Regions from separate parts of the Macaca mulatta genome. Here region 1 is linked to region 2. The links are chromatin contacts, called in public Hi-C maps. All regions are on one chromosome and are shown on one strand. The core of a region is the stretch at or near the end of the contact, and the rest is flanking DNA. Distances in the headings are between cores, read along the strand shown. Region 1 holds the start of CHCHD5 (coiled-coil-helix-coiled-coil-helix domain containing 5). Region 2 holds the start of ZC3H6 (zinc finger CCCH-type containing 6).

Region 1 (5,862 bases), core at 1,369-3,868, 250 kb before region 2:
CCTCTGAGATCAGTCTAGGATGATCACCAAGAACGATTGGAAGGTCAAGATGAAGCATGGGGCCCAGGAGAAGGATGGCCTGGTGGTCCAAGAGAGATGACAGGGCTGCAGGGGCAGAGAGAAGGCCCCAGGAGAGGGTGCTCAGAGGGGCTGGGGAAAGATGTGACTTTCACCTTTGGAGCTCACAGTCCAGTCAGGAGGGCAGTAAACATCTAAAAGAGCATTTTTCAACGTTTTCCCATTACCGCCTCTCCTCAAGGAGTCATTTTAGACTTTTGTTGTAATTGCCCAACCATGAAACTTACATATCACAGATACACTGTATATCTGGCTTACATATTAGATACATTTAAAAGAGTGAGCTTTTTTTGGCCACCTCAGCCCAGCCCCTCTCCAGTTGCAGATGAAAAGTAGTGGGAGAGAGAGGGTGAGGGAGGAGGTGGATGAAGTCAGCCTAGGGAAGAACACAGAGAACCTAGCAAGGACCTGGAATTTTATTCTCAATGTGACGCAAAGCCACTGGAGAGATTTAAGCATAGGTGTAATGAGACCAAATTTCAGTCCTAACATGCTCACCCAGGCCGCTTTATGGAGGCAAGAAAAGAGGAAGGAAGGGAGACCAGGGAGAAGGCTGGGGCAGGTATCCTGGAGGGGGAGGGTGTGGGTGGTGGTGGATTAAAGCAGGGGCTATATGGGGCAAGAAGTGATGATGTTCTGGATTCTGGATGCATGGCAAAGGCCTGTGTGGTGGTGGGGTGGGGCTGAGGATGACTCCTAAGTCTTTACCCTGAACAATCAGAAGGATGAAGGGCATGTTGTGGAGAAAAGAGATGAACTGAGATGAGCCCCTCTTACCTCCACAGTTGTAGGTGAACGTGGTGGCTGCACCTTCTCAGCGCACTGCAGGAAGCGGCGCATATGCTCCGCACAGTTGCCCACAGCTGCCTCGTTCTGTCGAAGACATTCCTCGAAGGCCTCAAAAGGCTGAGCACAGGCCTGGCGGATCTGGCGGATGATTGGGCTGTGGGGGTAGGGCAGTTCAGCCTCTGGGAGATTCCCACCCCACTGCCCACCCCCCACACTGTCTCATACTTGCCGACACTCACTGGGAGGATGTGCATTGGGCAATGCTCATCTTAAGGTAGTGACAGTCCCGCTGCCAGGATTCCGGCTTGGCCGCCACACACTGGCCATACTGCTCCAACTCCCGGCCACAGTAGCGAGCGGTGACCTCCAGAGCTGCCTGCCTGTGGGACAGGATGGGCTGAGGATCATTCCAGGCAGCAGGGAAGCAAGGGAATCTTTATTTTATTTTATTTTTTAGAGACAGGGTCTCACTGTGGCCCAGGCTGGAGTGCAGTGGCATGATCATAGCTCACTGTAGCCACCAACTCCTGGATTCAAGTGATCTTCCTGCCTCAACCTCCTAAGTAGCTGGGACCACAGGCATGAGCCACCATGCCCAGCTAATTTTTTATGTTTTGTAGAAACAGGGTCTTGCTATGTTGCCCAGGCTGGTATTGAACCCCTCAGCTCAAGTGATCCTCCCGCTTAGACCTCCCAAAGTGCTAGGATTACAGGCATGAGCTATGGTGCTTGGCAAAGAAAGGGAATTCTGGTCTGGATCTGAAGTAGGACTAGGCGTTCAGGGCAGATGTGGGAGTCTGAAGGATCCTGATATGGGGCCAAAGAAGTGTAGAGGTGAGGCCTAGCCCTGGGGCTTGTAAAGCAGAAGGGGAGCTTCTGGGGAGAGATTGGAGGTTCTAAAACAAGGTCTGATTAATCTAAGGTAGGCCTTCTGGGTCCTAGAAGACAGGCCTTGAAATCCAGGCATCCCCCAGTAGGCCTGAGGATCATGCAGAGAAGACTTACGGACTTAGAAGTAAGATCTAGAATTCCAGGGAGAGAGCTTGAAAGCCCTAAATGGGTTTGGGGATTCTAAAAGTGAGGTTTAGAGGTCCAGGAGGTGAGGTCTCAGGTCCTGGGGAAGAGTGTCTTAGCCAAAGAGTCTTCAAGATGAAACCTGAGGCCGTGGTGCGGGACTCAAGTCCCAGGGGCATGAGGTCTGGAAGCCCTGCATGAGGTTGGTGCTCTGGGAATCCCGGGCAAGGTCAGAGTGGTCTAGGAACAAGTCTATGGACCCTATAGGTGAGGACTGGGGTCCTGGGCAGATGTGGAAGGTTCAATAGGTAAAGTTTGGTGATCGAGGGGGAGGAATCTGGAGCTCTGAGGACGGGTGTAGGAGTCCTAGAGGTCCCTAAATAGGTCTGTAGTCTTAGGATTTCGGTGTGAACGGCCGGACCAGGGGTACTGGGGGCAGAGCTTGGGTGAATAGTGACTGGACCGAAGTCCTAAGCTGCTGCGAGAGGGGGCGGGGCCTAAACGCTTAGAGGGCGGGGCTTGGGCATGCGGAGGGTTGTAACTCGTGAGGGAAGGCGCTGAATCCTGAGGGTCAGATCTCCAAGAAGGAGGGAGGCTGGTCCTAATTCCGGAGGTCCTAGACTAGGTCTAGATCACTGGGTAAGAGAAGGGGAGCGGCCGCACGTATACGGTAGGCGCTCTCACTACTCACATCTCGAGACTTTTGCCGGCGTAGGTCTGTCCGGGGGGAACGACCCGCCTTTTCCGGTATCGGTTGTCATGGCGGCGCCCAGCCCAGCCTGTTTTTTTCCGGTAGTCAATTGAACTAACAACCGGTTCCCTTTAGGACTAATCTGTCATGGCGGCGCCCCACCTCTTCTTCCGGTCCCGACTCGTCATGGCGACGCCCTGAGTAGCCACTTCCGCCCTCTTCTGGCTAGATTTATCCCTATTTCCGGCTTGCCATGGCAGCGCCCGGGGTTCAACGGAAGTAAGCGATGGAAAGTACGGTGGTGCCTCCGCTCCAAAGAGAATTCGCCGCTGAGCTGCGCCGCACCTCACGGGATTGAGCCGCAGACACAAGCGCTCCAAATCTCCGACTGGAGCTGGTGGGAAGCGGCTGCTGTTGCTGCGGCGTCTCAACATGTTGTTCCCAGTTTGGTTGGGTGCTATGGCGGTAGGCTGTTGGACTCAGGGATAGGAGGCCTGATTCCTAACGCCACGCTGCCACCATCGGCCTGGCGCAGAATCTGATAGTCCTCCTGGCACCCTGGTTCATGCGAGCGCTTGGAACAGAAGGGAAGAGGGAGTCAAACCAAGAGCCGAACTAATTCGGCTTGGGCCTCGTATTTACTCAGCCTGGGTGACCCAGGCGTTCCTCCATCCCTTAGTGTAGGCCAGGACAGACATGGTGTTTAATCCCGACTCCGTGAGACTATCAAGCCAGTTGCTTCCTCTCTTTGTAATTAATTCCTCCTAGTGTAGTAACATTTCCCCCTTCCTTCTCATCTGTCTTAAAAGTGTGAGGTTAGACATGGGCGTGAGTTTCCCCACTTAAAAGACTGGATATCCCCTGGTCAGAGAACTGAGCATCAGTCCTGCCATTTAGTTTGCAGATCTTTCAAGACTCTAGTCAAAATGAGCAGAACACTTTGCAGTTAATCATAGAGTTGAAGATGAACGAGAAGATGAACGAGAGCTACTTGACTGTGAACTAGTAACGACCACTTGGAGTCTCAGTGTGTCTGTAAAATGATGATGATGACAGTGACCTCATAGAGGACACAGTGCAAGTGAACAGTTTGATACTGAGCTTGGAGCCTCAGGTGTTCTGGATAAGTGAGAGCTCTACGGGAGGCTGTAACCATGAGCTACCCTGGTTGGCAGTTGACCTCCGAGGACCAGCACTGGTCATCTGAATCTGCCATAGGCACAGAAAGCTTTACACCTTGAGATCCCTCCATTCTTTTTAAACTTCCAAGTGTATGTTTGGTGGGAGAAGAGGGGAGGGGATCAACATTTAAAGGCTCTGGAAGGAGTCAGATAACTGTTTTTGGCTTCAAATGTAGACTGAATCCCTAGATTTTCCTCTACTGGGAGAACGAAATCTTAACCCACCCCGTTCCCTTGTTAGTACTCAGAAACGAATACCCCAAAGATGCATTTTGACATGCTGAAAGGCCTTAGAAGCTACCTCAGAAGAGCTGTCTAACCTTTCTTGTTGGTGTGTGGGGGTGGGGATGCCCACAGGTACACAGGGAGGGAGTTTCTGAAATTTTCTTATCTGACCACGAAAGCAAAAAAGAAGTTCAATTGTCTTAAACCCGGTTTCTAGGGATCTCGTTAAAGAACTAGGAAAAATCAACCACCTGTTAACAGAAAAACCAAACTGAAATGTCTTAAAGAGGTTTGTTTTGAGCCAATATGAGTGACCATGGCCTGGGAAACACAGGTCCTGAGAAAGTGTGCCTGAGACAGTAGAATTACAGTTTGGTTTTGTACATTTTAGGTGGATGGCAGTTACAAAGACATAAATCAGTACATAGAAGGTAAAGATTGTGTTCAGCTGGGTGCAGTGGCTCATGCCTGTAATTCCAGCACTTTGGGAGGTCGAGGTGGGCGGATCACTGGAAGTCAGGAGTTGGAGACCAGCCAGGAGTAGAGACATGGCGAAACCCTGTCTCTACAAAAAATACAAAAAATTAGCCAGGCATGGTTGGCAGGTGCCTGTAGTCCCAGCTACTCAGGAGGCTGAGGCACGAGAATTGCTGCGGAGGTTGTAGTGAGCCGAGATCACACCACTGCACTCCAGCCTGGATGACAGAGCATGACTCTGTCTCAAATTAAAAAAACTACAGTATTTTTATAATACATTTTGTAGTACCACTTATAACCACTTGGGTGCGTGGGTTGCCCATTAAATAAAACAGTTTACAGTTGACCCTTGAACAAGATGGATTTAAAGTGTACTGATGCACTTATACTCGGATTTTCTTCTGCCTCTGTCACTCTGAGACAGCAAGACCAACCCCCCTTCCTCCTCCTCAGCCTACTCAATGTGAAGAGGACAAGGGTGGACGCCTTTATGATGATCCACTTCCACTTAATGAATAGTATATTTTCTCTTCCTTACAATTTCCTTAATAACACTTTCTCTCTAGTTTACTATTGCAAGAATACAGTATATAATGCATATATCATACAAAATATGTGTTAATCTACTGTTTATGTCATCAGTAAGACTTCAGATCAACAGCAGGCTATTAGTAGTTAAGTTTTGGGGGAGTCAAAAGTTATATGTGGATTTTCTACTGCATTATTTAAGGGTCAACTGTAGATTCAAGAACTACCTAGGAGTGTAGAGTTGACTGATAGCACTGGGACTGATGATAACATCATAACCTGAAGAGGTGTCAACAATGGTAATGGACCCCCAGCAACCCTGGAGTGGGGATGTCTAAAGATGGATGTCATCCACCAGGCAGGAGTTGGTGCTGCCAATGTGTCATGTATTGCAGCCTCTTTTATTGTTACTTGTTTATTTTTTGAGACGGCATCTCGCTCTGTCACCCAGGCTGGAGTACAGTGGCACGATCTCAGCTCACTGCAACCTCCACCTCCCGGGTTCAGGTGATTCTTCTGCCTCAGCCTCCCGAATAGCTGAGACTACAGGCGTGTGCACCACGCCCGGCTAGTTTTTGTATTTTTAGTAGAGATGGGGTTCCACCATATTGGCCAGGCTGGTCTGGAAGTCCTGACCTCGTGATCCGCCCATGTCAGCCTCCCAAAGTGCTGAGATTACAGGCCTGCAGCCTCTTTTACTACAACAGATATGGGAGTCACAAGTGTGGCATATGGTGGTGGCTTCTGCATTAGAAACATAGGCCAAGTGCGGTGGCTCATCCCTGTAAATCCCAGCACTTTGGGAAACTGAGGTGGACAGACTGCTTGAGCCCAGGAGTTTGAGACCAGCCTGGGCAACATGGTGAAATTCTGTCTCTA
Region 2 (5,943 bases), core at 2,371-4,870:
CTGATTTCCCCCAACTCTTTCCTCTCCAAGTCTATTATCTATTTCTAAAGCCCTTTAGAAGCTAGGCTCTAGGCTTATGCAAAAGTCCTCTACTATATTCTACATAGCCACAAATTTATTTACAAATATTTTTATATTAATAACATTTTATAAAATACAATGTTTTAACTCCAGGTGTGAAAATATTTAAAGGAAAGTACACTAAATGGATTTTTTTTAAAGTTATTCATTTGGCAAACAATCTTGTGCAAAATGTTCACTATATAACATGTACAAGGCCAGGCATGGTGGCTCACGCCTGTAATCCCAACACTCTGGGAGACTGAAATGGGAGGATGGCTGGAGCCCAAGAGTTCAAGACCAGCCTGGGCATATAGCAAGACTCTATTCTTTAAAGGAGAAAAAAACTATGCATTCTGTGAATTCCATTTACATTTAGAATCTCATTCTCACATAAACAGTAATATTTTAATTTGTATAAAATCAAAGCAATTGTAAATATAAATCATAGGCTTCGTTTTTTTTCCTGCACACACAATATGCCTTAATTTTTGAAAATGTTATAAAAGGAGTATCCTTGACTGGGTGCAGTGGCTCACGCCTGTAATCCCAGAACTTCGGGAGGCCAAGGATGGTGGATCATTTGAGGTCAGGAGTTCAAGACCAGCCTGCCCAACATGGTGAAACGCGGTCTCTACTAAAAATACAAAAACTTAGCCAGGTGTGGTGGCGGGTGCCCATATTCCCAGCTACTAGGCAGGCTGAGGCAGGAGAATGGCCTGAACCTGGGAGGCAGAGCTTGCAGTGAGCCAAGATCACCCCACTGCACTCTAGCCTGAGCAACACAGCGAGACTCTGTCTCAAAAAAACTAAAAATAAAAAATAGTAATAATCCTTGAGACAAAGCCTAGCTCCATACACCAAGTTTCATATCTTTTTCTCCACTTAATTCACAGAAACTTTTATAACAGCATAAAATAGCTATAACATGGCAAGATACAGTATTTTGGGACCCCGCAGATTAGTCTATTTTTTCCCCAAATTTCTTAAGAATTATCCAGGGAGCCTATGAAAAATACTCTAGAGATTCTGATTCAGTTGTTTTGGGCAGAACAAAAATTTACTCCCCAAAGTGATTCTGATGATTAACTAACATTGGGAAACACTGATCAAGTACAGCAGTTCTCAATTTGGCACATATTACAATTTCCTGGGGAGCTTTTAGAACTCTTAAAACCCAGGCGGAGGTCCAGACCAACAGAAATAGCAGCAATACTTAAAAAAAAAAGTTCCCCAGGGAAGGTTAGAACCATCGATCTGATCTTGGAGAATTTCTCCTGACTTCTAGTTCACTTTGTTTTTGATGTAGTTGTTTTGTTTTTCATGTGGGTTGACAAAAAAGTGTGAAAAAAAAATAAACCATCTCTTTCACCTCAGAACCAAGATGCCACTTAACAATGGCTAAGTTAAAGTGGAGCTATCTTTTTGCTTCAGAAATCGCTGGAAAATACTCTTAGTCCTAATTTTAAATAAAATAGACTAATCTTTAGCTCCTACTACCAAGCTATTAACATATCTTACAAATAATTATTTAAGGTTTTCTTTTTAACCTCTAAATCAGTATTTTAAAATTTCAAGCTATTTAAAAGGTCTGTCATCACAGTTCCTTACCAGCAAAATTATTTTGATACTTGAATTTGATGACATGGTTTTTTCATGATGTACAATACATAACTCCATATATTGAAGTTACATTGTGCACTAAGAGAGGGAAACAGATTTCCTTCTTCCATATAAAAAAAGGATTTTCGCTCCATTAGCAAAACCCCATCATTGGTTTGTCCATAGATACTCAAGAGTGGGAAACTTCTCAAGGTATTAGTCAACCCATTCTAAGAACATTCTTTTTAATAAAAAAGATAACGTTAAAAAAATCATTAAAAATATGCCAAGTGCAAGCTTATCATTTTTAAGAGTGCATTTTACTTTCTAAAAATCATTATACCTTTCATCGACGTGCCGTCTGGCTGTGCCGTCTGGCAATCCACTTTTATTATTACAATACTGAAGTTGTTGAAATATCACTTTTATCCCTCTCAAGATTGCTAGGCATTTAGATATTTCAAATTTCAGCAGTGTCTGTGATTTTTCCTTCTGGGTTTTAAAAACGGGTTTAGGATGCTTTACCAAGCAGATCACATTACTACAGATCAAACTTCAGCAATGTATATAGTCTACAGTAAAATGTATATTTTTGATTACTTCTATTCACAAAGTAGTAACTGTGAGGTTCTAAATTTTCAAATTAATATTCTAAGTAAGAATCAGATGCAATGGATTTTGTTTCATTAAGTTTAATGAAAGCCCCCCTTTCTCATTATTAAAGATATATACGAACGAAAATTTGAATTATAACCAAAATTTAAGTATACTACAGTATACTTTGTAAATGTCCCCAAACTTGAGTGGAATCCAGAATGTGCCTCTTAAGGCACAGAGCAAAAAATAAAAAATCAGAATCTCAATTAAACATTCAAGTGATACACACCATCTAGAAAATTGGGCAAGCCTGAATAATCGATGGAGTTTTTCCGTTAGGGTAAAACTATGCTACACTAAGTTTCTGCAAAGCCTATTTTGTGTTAACATACTGAACTTGAAACTTGCCATCTCAAATTCCAAGGGGTAAGACTGTATACAACAGATGGCCTTTTGGTGCTGCTTAAAACTTCCCTGAAAACCAAACATGTTTATTTTTTAGAGGTGTTCTCGGCTCTCGGGAAGTAGTCAAATATTAAAACACCCGTTCCTGAAAATTCCTGGCTGGTCCTATCTGGCCGGGAGCACCGACCCCTGGACGGGAAGAGGCAGGACCGCAGCACCGAGCCGGGACGCTGAGAGCCGCCCGGCGCACACGGAGCCCGCCCGGGGGCGGGGGGCTCGCACGTGCCCAGCCGGGGGCGGGGCCGGCGCCGGCGAGCAGCGACCCCGGCTCGGGGAGGCGGGCGCGGCCGGGCCGACCTCCCCCGCGGCCGCGATCCAGCAGTTTACATAAGGGTGCGCGTCATGGAACTGACGGAGCCACACAGAGACGTCTAGGTCATGCAGGAGGCGCCCGGCCCCGGCCCGCTCCCGCCGCCCCAGACCCCTCCTCTCATCCGACAGAAAGACAGACAAGAAGGGTTCCCGACCTGTCGTGCCCTGCATGTTCAGAGTCTGTCATGTTTGGTCAAGAACGGGGCGGGGCTGGAGGGCAGGTCTGCGAGGCCGGCGGCGACGGGGCGCGGGGAAGACCCCTGCGCCGCCTGCGGGAACCTGCTCCCGGCCGCCGCCGACAGGTGACGAAGTGGTAAAAACTCACGGTTACTAGTGAGCGACACAGACACAGACTTTCCAGTCTATTAACAACCACGCCAGAGAGGTGGGGCTCTAACTGCAAACACTGGGCAACGGCCCCGCGCTGCCGGCGCTGCCGCTCTAGTCTCTATTCGCCGCCGGTGGCTGTGGCGTGGGAGCGGGCGGGCGGCGTGCAGCGACGCGGGGATTTGGACAGTGGCCGTAACGGTGATTTCTCCTCACCAACATGGCGGCACCCGAAACAGGCGGCTCGAGAAAATGGCGCCGGCCGCAACACCTTGCCCGGGACTAAAGGGCAAGAGAGATTCCTCCGCGAGCCGCGGCCCTTGCCCAGCCCGCCGGGGCCGAGCGCGTTGACCATTGGAGGAGACTGCCCGTCAATCACCTGCAGGGGCGGGTCTTCGCCCTTCTCCGTGCGGCGGCGGAGGCGGCAGCCTAGTGGCGGGGCCGGGCGGCGAGAGACGTGGCCGGATGGCTCTTCGAGTGTCTGCAGGAGGGGGAGGCGGCCCACGGGACCAACGAGGGCCACCAGTGCCTCAGTTCCCGGCCCAGTGCGGGCCGCGGTTTTTCCTGCCAGAGGCCCGCCGCCTGAGGAGTTCCAGACGCACCAAGCAAACGGGCCCCAAAACCATTAGCCGAGGCGGGCAGGGGTGGGATAACAAAGAACAAGGCGGCTGTAGAGTCCTTGAAATTTTTTGTTAAAACCTTTGTTCTTGCAATAATAGGGAAATGCGGTTTATCCTTCACAGTTGTAGCAGGTTTTTGTAACGTTTAGTGCTCAGAATCGTGTTTTAAGGAAAACAGCTCGCCCATGCAATTTTTTTTTATATTTAGTGCTAAATTTACCCGTTATTACTTGAAATAGGAATAGCTATTGAAATAATTATATAAACGTTACTTTATTTCGTAATGTTAACGTAAAATGTATGCGAGTATTTTAGAAATAACCGTTAGGCATGGTTTTTTTTTGGGGGGGGGCAGATGGAGTCTCGCTCTGTCACCCAGGCTGGAGTGTGGTGGTGGCGCTCTCCCCTCACTGCAACCTCTGCCTCCTGGGTTCAAGCAGTTTCCCTGCCTGAGCCTCCGTAGTAGCTGGGACTACAGGCACGCGCCACCACGACTGGCTAATTTTTGTATTTTTAGTAGAGATGAGGTTTCCCTATTTTGGCCAGGCTGGTCTCGAACTCCTGACCTCAGGTGATCTGCCTGCCTGGGTGTCCCAAAGTGCTGGGGTTACAGCCGTGAGCCACTGCGCACGGCTATGCATGACTTTTTTTTTTACACTTATGAACGTGACCTTACATTTTTAAATGACAAGTCAGTGTTTTGGCCCATTTAATATATTAAATGTCCTGAAGGAAAGTTCCTTGCTTTATACTACAATAGACTTAATAATTAATCCAAATATCTGACTTAATTTGTCTTTCCTTAATAATGCATTTTGCTAATGCATAAATGGAATGCATTCAGAAACAATTGCAATGAGTGGATTAAATTAGAAATGTAAAGTTTTTGATATTAACATATACATTGAAAATAAAGGCCGGACATGGTGGCTCACGCATGTAATCCCAGCACTTTGGGACACCGAGGCGGGCGGATGACCTGAGGTCGGGAGTTCGAGACCCGCCTGACCAACATGGAGAAACCCCGTCTCCACTAAAGATACAAAATTAGCTGGGCTTGGTGGTGCATGCCTGTAATCCCAGCTAATCGGGAGGTTGAGGCAAGAGAATCGCTTGAACCTGGGAGGAGGAGGTTGCAGTGAGCCGAGGTCCAGTCATTGCGCTCCAGCAACAAGAGTGAAACTCCATCTTAAAAAAAAAAAAAAAAAAAAGGTCGCGCTTTGTTTTTTTCTTTTTTTTTTTTTTTTTAGTTGAATACAGCCAGTGACAAGACCTGTACTTACAGCCACATTTTGCCATAATATGTTTCTAGGAAGCTTTCAAAAGATAGATCTGAAGAAACTGTATTAGCATTTGGAGTTACATTAAAATCTCAGGACTTTGGTTTTATTGTAACTGTTTTAGTTAATTTAGGCCTTTCTGCAGCTCATTTGGGTAGCCGATTTCTTGAAGTTATCCAAAGGCCCTTGTGGTAAACAGTTGCTGTTCTTTCTTGCACTTCTGTTTTCCCTGTCCCCTGTATCTGGAGGTCTGAGAATTTCTTTCAAACTTTCATTAAGGTGTTTGGTTTGTGATGGTGTAGGACAGTGCAGTTCTCTCTGGATGAAAAGCCTCCTTTTCTAATTGTTGGCATGTGCCACTTAAGTTTGATGATAAAATTTGTCATCAGGCCTTGGTCTTTTTCTCTAGGTAACAAAGGGGAGGTGTGTGTGGGTGAGCTTTGAGGGGCAGTGCTCTTTTGAGGCTGTGGGTTTGTAGAATCTAGAAGTGCTTAGACATCTGTGACACCTTGTCTTTAATTGCCTCAGGGAGCAATGTAGGTATCAAAGAGATTACACTAATTTTAAACCTAACGGATTTTACCTAATAATGACATATGGATCATGAGAACCACAGAATTCTTGTTACTTAATGACCTTGTCAAAACCTCAGCAAAAAGAGACCACCAGACTGTAGTGAG

The links. A called contact is a pair of places that touch in the nucleus more often than the background predicts.
Region 1: a Hi-C map of cortical neurons shows a contact between it and region 2, with 3 times the contacts expected there. The contact joins the promoter of CHCHD5 here to the promoter of ZC3H6 in region 2. A contact is called at or near these places in 2 of 14 Hi-C or Micro-C datasets (cortical neurons and fetal cortex germinal zone).

What each region holds. Positions count from the first base shown.
Region 1 is chr13:22,663,233-22,669,094 of T2T-MMU8v2.0, reverse strand. It overlaps CHCHD5 (coiled-coil-helix-coiled-coil-helix domain containing 5), which reads right to left and starts at 2,618. Exons shown (of 4, transcript XM_001088583.5): 1 at 2,573-2,618; 2 at 1,107-1,247; 3 at 856-1,021. The coding sequence starts at 2,574. LOC106993133 (a long non-coding RNA gene) reads left to right here and starts at 2,390. Exons shown (of 2, transcript XR_001439286.3): 1 at 2,390-2,520; 2 at 2,708-4,431.
Region 2 is chr13:22,410,672-22,416,614 of T2T-MMU8v2.0, reverse strand. It overlaps ZC3H6 (zinc finger CCCH-type containing 6), which reads right to left and starts at 3,620. Exons shown (of 12, transcript XM_001087547.5): 1 at 3,192-3,620. The coding sequence starts at 3,223.